Linked DNA regions of Mus musculus: region 1 is linked to region 2. A link is a contact called in public promoter capture Hi-C data. All regions are on one chromosome and are shown on one strand. The core of a region is the stretch at or near the end of the contact, and the rest is flanking DNA. Distances in the headings are between cores, read along the strand shown. Region 1 overlaps Gm32658 (a long non-coding RNA gene). Region 2 holds the start of B230208B08Rik (a long non-coding RNA gene).

Region 1 (2,915 bases), core at 222-2,721, 2.3 Mb after region 2:
TTTTCAACAAGCCTTTTGAAAATTTTAAGCTTAATTCTGCTGAAATGAATCAGAGGAGAGCTGCCAAGAAAGAAGCCCTTACAAAAGAAAACATTTTTGGGTGGCTTATGTGGGATTATTTGCAAAGACTGTATAGATTCCTCTGGAAAGGACAGGATCAAAATTCTGCAGCAGCCTGGGGTGCTAAGCCCATTATGGCATTCTTTGTGCTACTATTAGCATAACAGAGTCAATCAATGCGCTTTGGTCAATAACCCTCTGGACTATTAAGAGGGGAAAATGTTAGTTTCAAAATGAAATATCATGAACTAGATAAGGTGCTCATTATATTTCGAGGAGCAATTTGCATATTAGCACTGGGGATAGATAGGGTTTTTAAAACCCTCTTCACTCTTCTCGTCAACTTAATTATAAAGGACATAATCATTGCCTCTTTTCTGTAAATCACATTTAGTAATTTCACGTTTTTCCCCTCATCACTTTCTACCAAAGGACAGAGATAAATAATAAAAAAAAAAAATTAAAGTCAGCAAAGGATATTCCCAATTAAAAAAAAAATGTCAGTTTTTCAGAGATACACAAGGCAATGAGGACAATGTCTTACAAAACTCAGTAAAATCTTAAAGATCATTAATAAACTAAAAGTCTCAGAAAAAATAGATCTTCTTAGAACTAGGTTCAAGGCCAGCAAGCAAAAATCCAGTACAAATAAAGTCACAGGAAAGAAAACAAATTCACAACTGCCCTTTCTCTCACAAGTAATCTGTTCACAGGAAGAGGAAGGGGGCTGGGCAAAGCAGCCCCAATTGCTGCTCTTGTAATCAGAGTCTAATTTTATGCCATTATCCGTTTGAAGGTTTAAGTGGAATAAAGAGACACTGATCTGGGAATGCAAGAATGAAGCAGAACAAGCGAGATTGTAAGAGGAAAAACTCAGGTGTCCCTGAGGCTCCACAGATAATTCATTTGCACACAGTTTTCTGTGATGATGGATAAACGTAATTCTTAGTTTCTTATGGTGCCCCGCCCCTCAAGAGTATAAAACAGAACGATGAAATCCGGACTAAGATTGATTTTTAAAATTAAAGCGATTTTTAAACGAATTGAATTTCTACATGATTAGACACAGGTGGTTGTGGGCTTTCCTCAATCATTCCTACAATAATCAATATTCACCAACAATACTTTCCAGTGAATGTTTGTGTGTATGAAAGGGGGCGAGGCCTCTTAAAGAACAGATGAAAGTTTTCTATTAGATTTTACATGAAAGAACACATATGTGACCTTTAATCTTTTGAGCAAAATCTTCCTGAAAAGTGGCTAAAATTTTAAACAGGACCGATCAAAGCAAAATTTAAAATGTACGAGCGCCATCTGGTGTCAGCAATAAAAATACCCTGAAGGCGTCAGACCAATGTCCCTTTGAGATCTCAGCACAGTGCAGCAAGGGATTATGGTAGAATGAGGTCGACGTTCTTGAAATAGAATCCCCTCCATGGCTCAGACGAATATGTGACTATTTACCGTTTGCACTGGGGTTCAGTGAACCTACCATGGAGGCTGGCTGAGACAGTGAGCTTACCATGTCATTTGCTCTTGAGTACTTCTCACCCTAAACCTGTGTGCTTCAACTCAGGGATTCACATGAGTGCCTCAGTTTTCCTACTCTCTCTAAGTGAACCTTCTTGAATCAGGAAAAGCACTCCTCTGCTTTTAGAAGCAATGTCTGTACAAAAATACAGCAGAAGCAGATGGGGAGCACATTTTTAAAGAAGAAACTTGAGGCTTATAATGCTAATGTGCCAAGATGAAATTAGCAATATATTATAAAGAGCTATCTAAGCAGTGGTAGTTAAGTGAAATTTGTGCACTCGTCTATTAATAGAGCCTGAAAAACACTGCATTGCATCTCCTGATCAGCAACCGCCTTTCCCAACAACTACTGGGCAAGTCAGTGGCTCAGCCTAGCCCTAGGATATTTTGCTACCTAGGTTGCTGATCGTTACGAAGACCAGTAAAGAAGTCCAGCAATGACATCACTGTAGGTCAAAAGGTTTCAAACTTGAGGTCTAGCCAAGTTGTTTTAATGACTCCTAAAACAGCATTACATTTATTTCTGGAAGAAAGGCTCAATGCAACATTTCAGCCATACTCCTTCTGTTCAGGCAGATAAATAAAATGCAGCATACAATGTAGCCATAAAAAAAATAGGGAAAGCAAATAACCCTTTACTGTTCAATAGAATGATTTTGTGTAGAAAATGCTGTGTCTCTTTAGTTTTTTTTTAAATTAGGCTTTTATTGAAAAACCATAAACATTCAAACAGTAAAAACTTTTGTCTTTGTAATAGCATCTTTTAAGCATATAACAGGTAACTGATATCATCGCTTTCAAATAAAATTGTTCACAAGATTTCAGTCAGCTGTTGGCATCTAATTTTCAAGCAATGGTGAGAAATTACATGCTCTTTCCTCCTTTGTCCCCAAGCAATTATCCCTACCAGAGGAACAAGACAAAAGATTCTGAGGCACCAGGCACTTAGCTTTATTGAATCCCAGGAGAGAACCAAGTGTGGCAGAGGAAGGGACTGACTGGAACCAGATGTCTTAACACCTTAACAACACAGTTTTCTGTAGCAATGGCTGGCTTGGTACAGAAGGAGCAGGGATTCAGGTGGAATGTGCTGTAATAAAATCCTTTATTCAGAAACATTCAGGAGAATGGCACTATTCACACCAACTCATGAATTTTCCAGAGTTGCTCTTGGCTGATGTTCCTCTTGCCTTACAAGAAAATGAGAACCAAATTTGTTCTGAAACATACAAACGATTGTTAGACACAGTGTACTGAATGTCTACCATGTAATAAGAACATTTAAGGGATGGAACAGATATAGCCTAAAATAAAAACCTATG
Region 2 (3,069 bases), core at 179-2,678:
GCACTTTATTAGTAAAAACTCCTTTGGTAAGCACACGTTAGAGGAATTAATCATTCATTCCCTGCAGACTGCTTATGTATTTCATCAGACCATTATCCGATCTGAATAACAAGAACAATTGCATAATAAAACACATTACTGCTGACACTAGCAACTTTATTCTTTCAACTTTAAAGTTGCAACTCCTGTATGACATAAAAAGCTGGTGTCAAAAAGCTAACAATTTTATCATTCTGGCTAAGGTTCCCCTCCCTATGGTTACAGAAACAATTACCAGGTATCTCTGTAGGCATGACTAGAAACAGCTTTAATTCAGGATGCCCTTCCTAACACTGACACAATGATAACAGAGCCAGAATGTGTGTCAGTTCATTGTCAATGTAACTGATAAGTCTCTGCTTTCAGAAACGAACAGGTCTCCTGTGCATTCTGTGGGAATAGATACGTACTAAAATATATGTAATTGAATGTTTGGTTCATTCTTAAGTACTACAGCTTATGGACAATTATCCCTTTATGTATTTTTTTTCAAATGTCATGCATCATCTTAGAGATTTGAGGTCACAAATTATAGAGAACATATATATATATATAATCCAGATTTGATCAACCAATGATCTCAGTTTAAATTATTTAAATTCAATCACAGGAATGGCAATGGAGAGCAAGGGGTGAGAAATAAAGTGATGTTCAGGAGACAATGACACATCTTTCTGAAGTGATTCCCTTCCATTACAACTTTGTGTAACCAGAATCATCATCGGGTACACTGTCCTGTCCAATCACTCTAAAACTTATGTCCCAAGACAATCAGAACCACCCAAACAAGATGGCACAGTTCTAAATGCTTTTCCATTTTCAACCATTCTGGCTTTTTTCATACTTTTTGAAATCGATGTCCAACGAAATTTTTACTTAACTATTTGAGTTGAGAGGTGACAAGATTTTTGACTACAAAAGTCTCAATTAATTATGAGAATTCTCATAAGCATTAATTGATAAGTGATTCTTATAATGAAATTTGACCTGCTAATTAGTTGTAATTCTCAGTCTAATTTTCTAAATTTGCAAGGGTTTTGTTGGAAAAGTATGTATTATATTAGCAGAAAAAAAATGAGTGTTAAAGATAAATCACATTGACTTTTTTTCTTATCACTATTTGACTCCAGTCTGTATTAGGGCCATTATGTCGAAGAACTTTGCATTTAAATCGGTTCAGTTGTTTCTAACCTGCAAGTCCTACTGTACCTACAGTATATGTAACAATGCAAGAAGAATTAGATTCAGAACCCATTTGGCAGTGATAAAGAGGGGGAAATGCTGAAACGTTATTGATTCTCTTTCCTCTTGTGCAAAACAAACTGACTCAACTATATTTTTCCTGACATAACATAAAGGTTTTATTTAGATATTACAAAATATTGGCGAATGTCAGGCTACACATGTCTCCTATTCTTTTATGGTACCATTAACCCTTTGATGGGAGGGAGGACGGGTGTCCTACTTGCGTGCACAGAAAAGCTGCAGCCTCTGACAGGGAATGCTAGTCCAAGAGAAATGCTACCTGCAAAAGTTTTTGATGCAGCGATATTCAGCCTTCAGAGATACCTTAAACCTGTCAGCAGCTGATGAGCCTGTCACAGTTCATAACCGGCTGTGTCAGAGTCCCAGCCTCAGCCTGCTCTCACACTGCATTCTTCACAGTTCCACTCCAAATTAACTTCATCAGATTCTCCACCTAGGCTTGTGCCAGGACTTCCTCCACACAGAAACGCCTCACAGACATGAAGTCATCCGAATAGGATTGTATTCTAGTCTTGCAAACCATCTTTCTTAACTTTCCCTTGACCCAATTAATTTCGCTCGGGCTCCTTACAACTAAAGATAAAACAAGCAACCCACTGAAGTCAGCAAAGGATGGAACTTGGGGGTGGACCAGGGTTGAAGGTTACAGGAAGGAGGAGGCAATGGGCTGGTAATCCTCAAGATTTCCTAGGTAATAGTGCTTCAATCTTAGAACCAACCAACATGTTCACAAGCCAGGTCTTCTAGCAGCCCTCGAACAATGAGCCTTTAACAATCAGACTCCTGGGAATGCTGCACATGCAGAGAGACACTCCTAAGTGATCTTCCACAAAGAAACCCACACAAAAATGTTTAGCGAAGCACTTCTCAGGTAGGAATTACTCAAGTTATATAAGGCAAGTTCTTCCCTGGTAAAAGGAACCGGGAGGAAGCATTAGGTAGACGCCTCACTTTGGAGAGCAAGACCAGAGAGCAGTTTTACTTACTAGGGCAGCCGCTCCGCTCTCCTCGGGAACAGAGGAGTCTTCCTTCCCTTTCTTCCAGTCCAACCGAGAACTGTCTTTCTGTCCCAGGGTCCGGGCTCAACTGCAGACAGGGAGAGCAACGGCCTCAGCCGGCAGCGCTCGCTCGGCGTCGGTGGGCTGCAGCGCTTCGGCTTCTTTAAAAGTGGTATCTGCGTGTGCGAGGGCGGCGCGGGAGGGTGGCGGCGCGCTCGGAGCCCGCGGGTCCCGCAGACGCCGGGGCGAGTGCCCGCAGGTGCGGCGGTGCGCGCGGGCGGGGCGGGGCGGGGCGGGGCGGGACGGGCGGCTGCTGCGGGAGGGAGCGCCCGGGATGCTGGGGCTCGCACTCCGCTGGCTGGCTCGCTCGCGCTCGCGCACAGGCGCTCGCACACGGCCCCGCGCGCCGCCCGCGCTCACCTGCATTTCCTTAACGAGCCACTTGATGGCTGCGGCGGCGCGGCCGCGGCGGGCAGGACCGGCGGGGGGCGGCTGGCTGCCGTGGCGACAGAGACCCGAGCCCAGGCAGCCAGGCCTTGCCTCCAGCTCAGCGTGGAGAGCACCTTCCGGCTACCGGGCGCTGGACAGCGCCTGGCCAGGTGCGCACTTCTGCAGGTGTCCCTGCTGCCCTGCTCCAGGTTTCTTGGAGGGAAGCTGGCGGTAAGGGGTGAAGAGTTGGGGTCTGAAATGTAGGGACCAGAGCAGTACAGTCAGAGGATGGAGAGAGAGAGAGAAAGAGAGAAGGAAGCACTTGTCTCAGGGATGT

What was found. Promoter capture Hi-C pulls out the DNA fragments that hold promoters and counts their contacts.
Region 1: a contact with region 2 is called in a promoter capture Hi-C map of hippocampal neurons, with 2.5 times the contacts expected there. The contact joins the enhancer-like site here to the promoter of B230208B08Rik in region 2. A contact is called at or near these places in 9 of 39 promoter capture datasets (cranial neural crest, embryonic stem cells, frontonasal cranial neural crest and 5 more), 5 of 484 Hi-C or Micro-C datasets (cerebral cortex, cortical neurons and forebrain) and 1 of 115 datasets of contacts at active chromatin or transcription factors (neural progenitor cells).

Annotation. Positions count from the first base shown.
Region 1 is chr4:80,516,165-80,519,079 of GRCm38.p6, forward strand. The region is part of intron 1 of Gm32658 (a long non-coding RNA gene); the gene reads right to left. Among named protein-coding and RNA genes, the nearest start is that of Gm32658, 110 kb to the right of the region's middle. Within about 2 kb of position 1,472, at least 26 of the 459 cell types and tissues checked have an H3K27ac peak or open chromatin away from gene starts, as enhancers often do. A contact at or near this core is called in cortical neurons, forebrain, hippocampal neurons and 1 more, where this site is marked.
Region 2 is chr4:78,209,299-78,212,367 of GRCm38.p6, forward strand. It overlaps B230208B08Rik (a long non-coding RNA gene), which reads left to right and starts at 1,429. Exons shown (of 3, transcript XR_003955358.1): 1 at 1,429-1,617; 2 at 2,295-2,902. Ptprd (protein tyrosine phosphatase, receptor type, D) reads right to left here and starts at 2,444. Exons shown (of 40, transcript NM_011211.4): 1 at 2,292-2,444.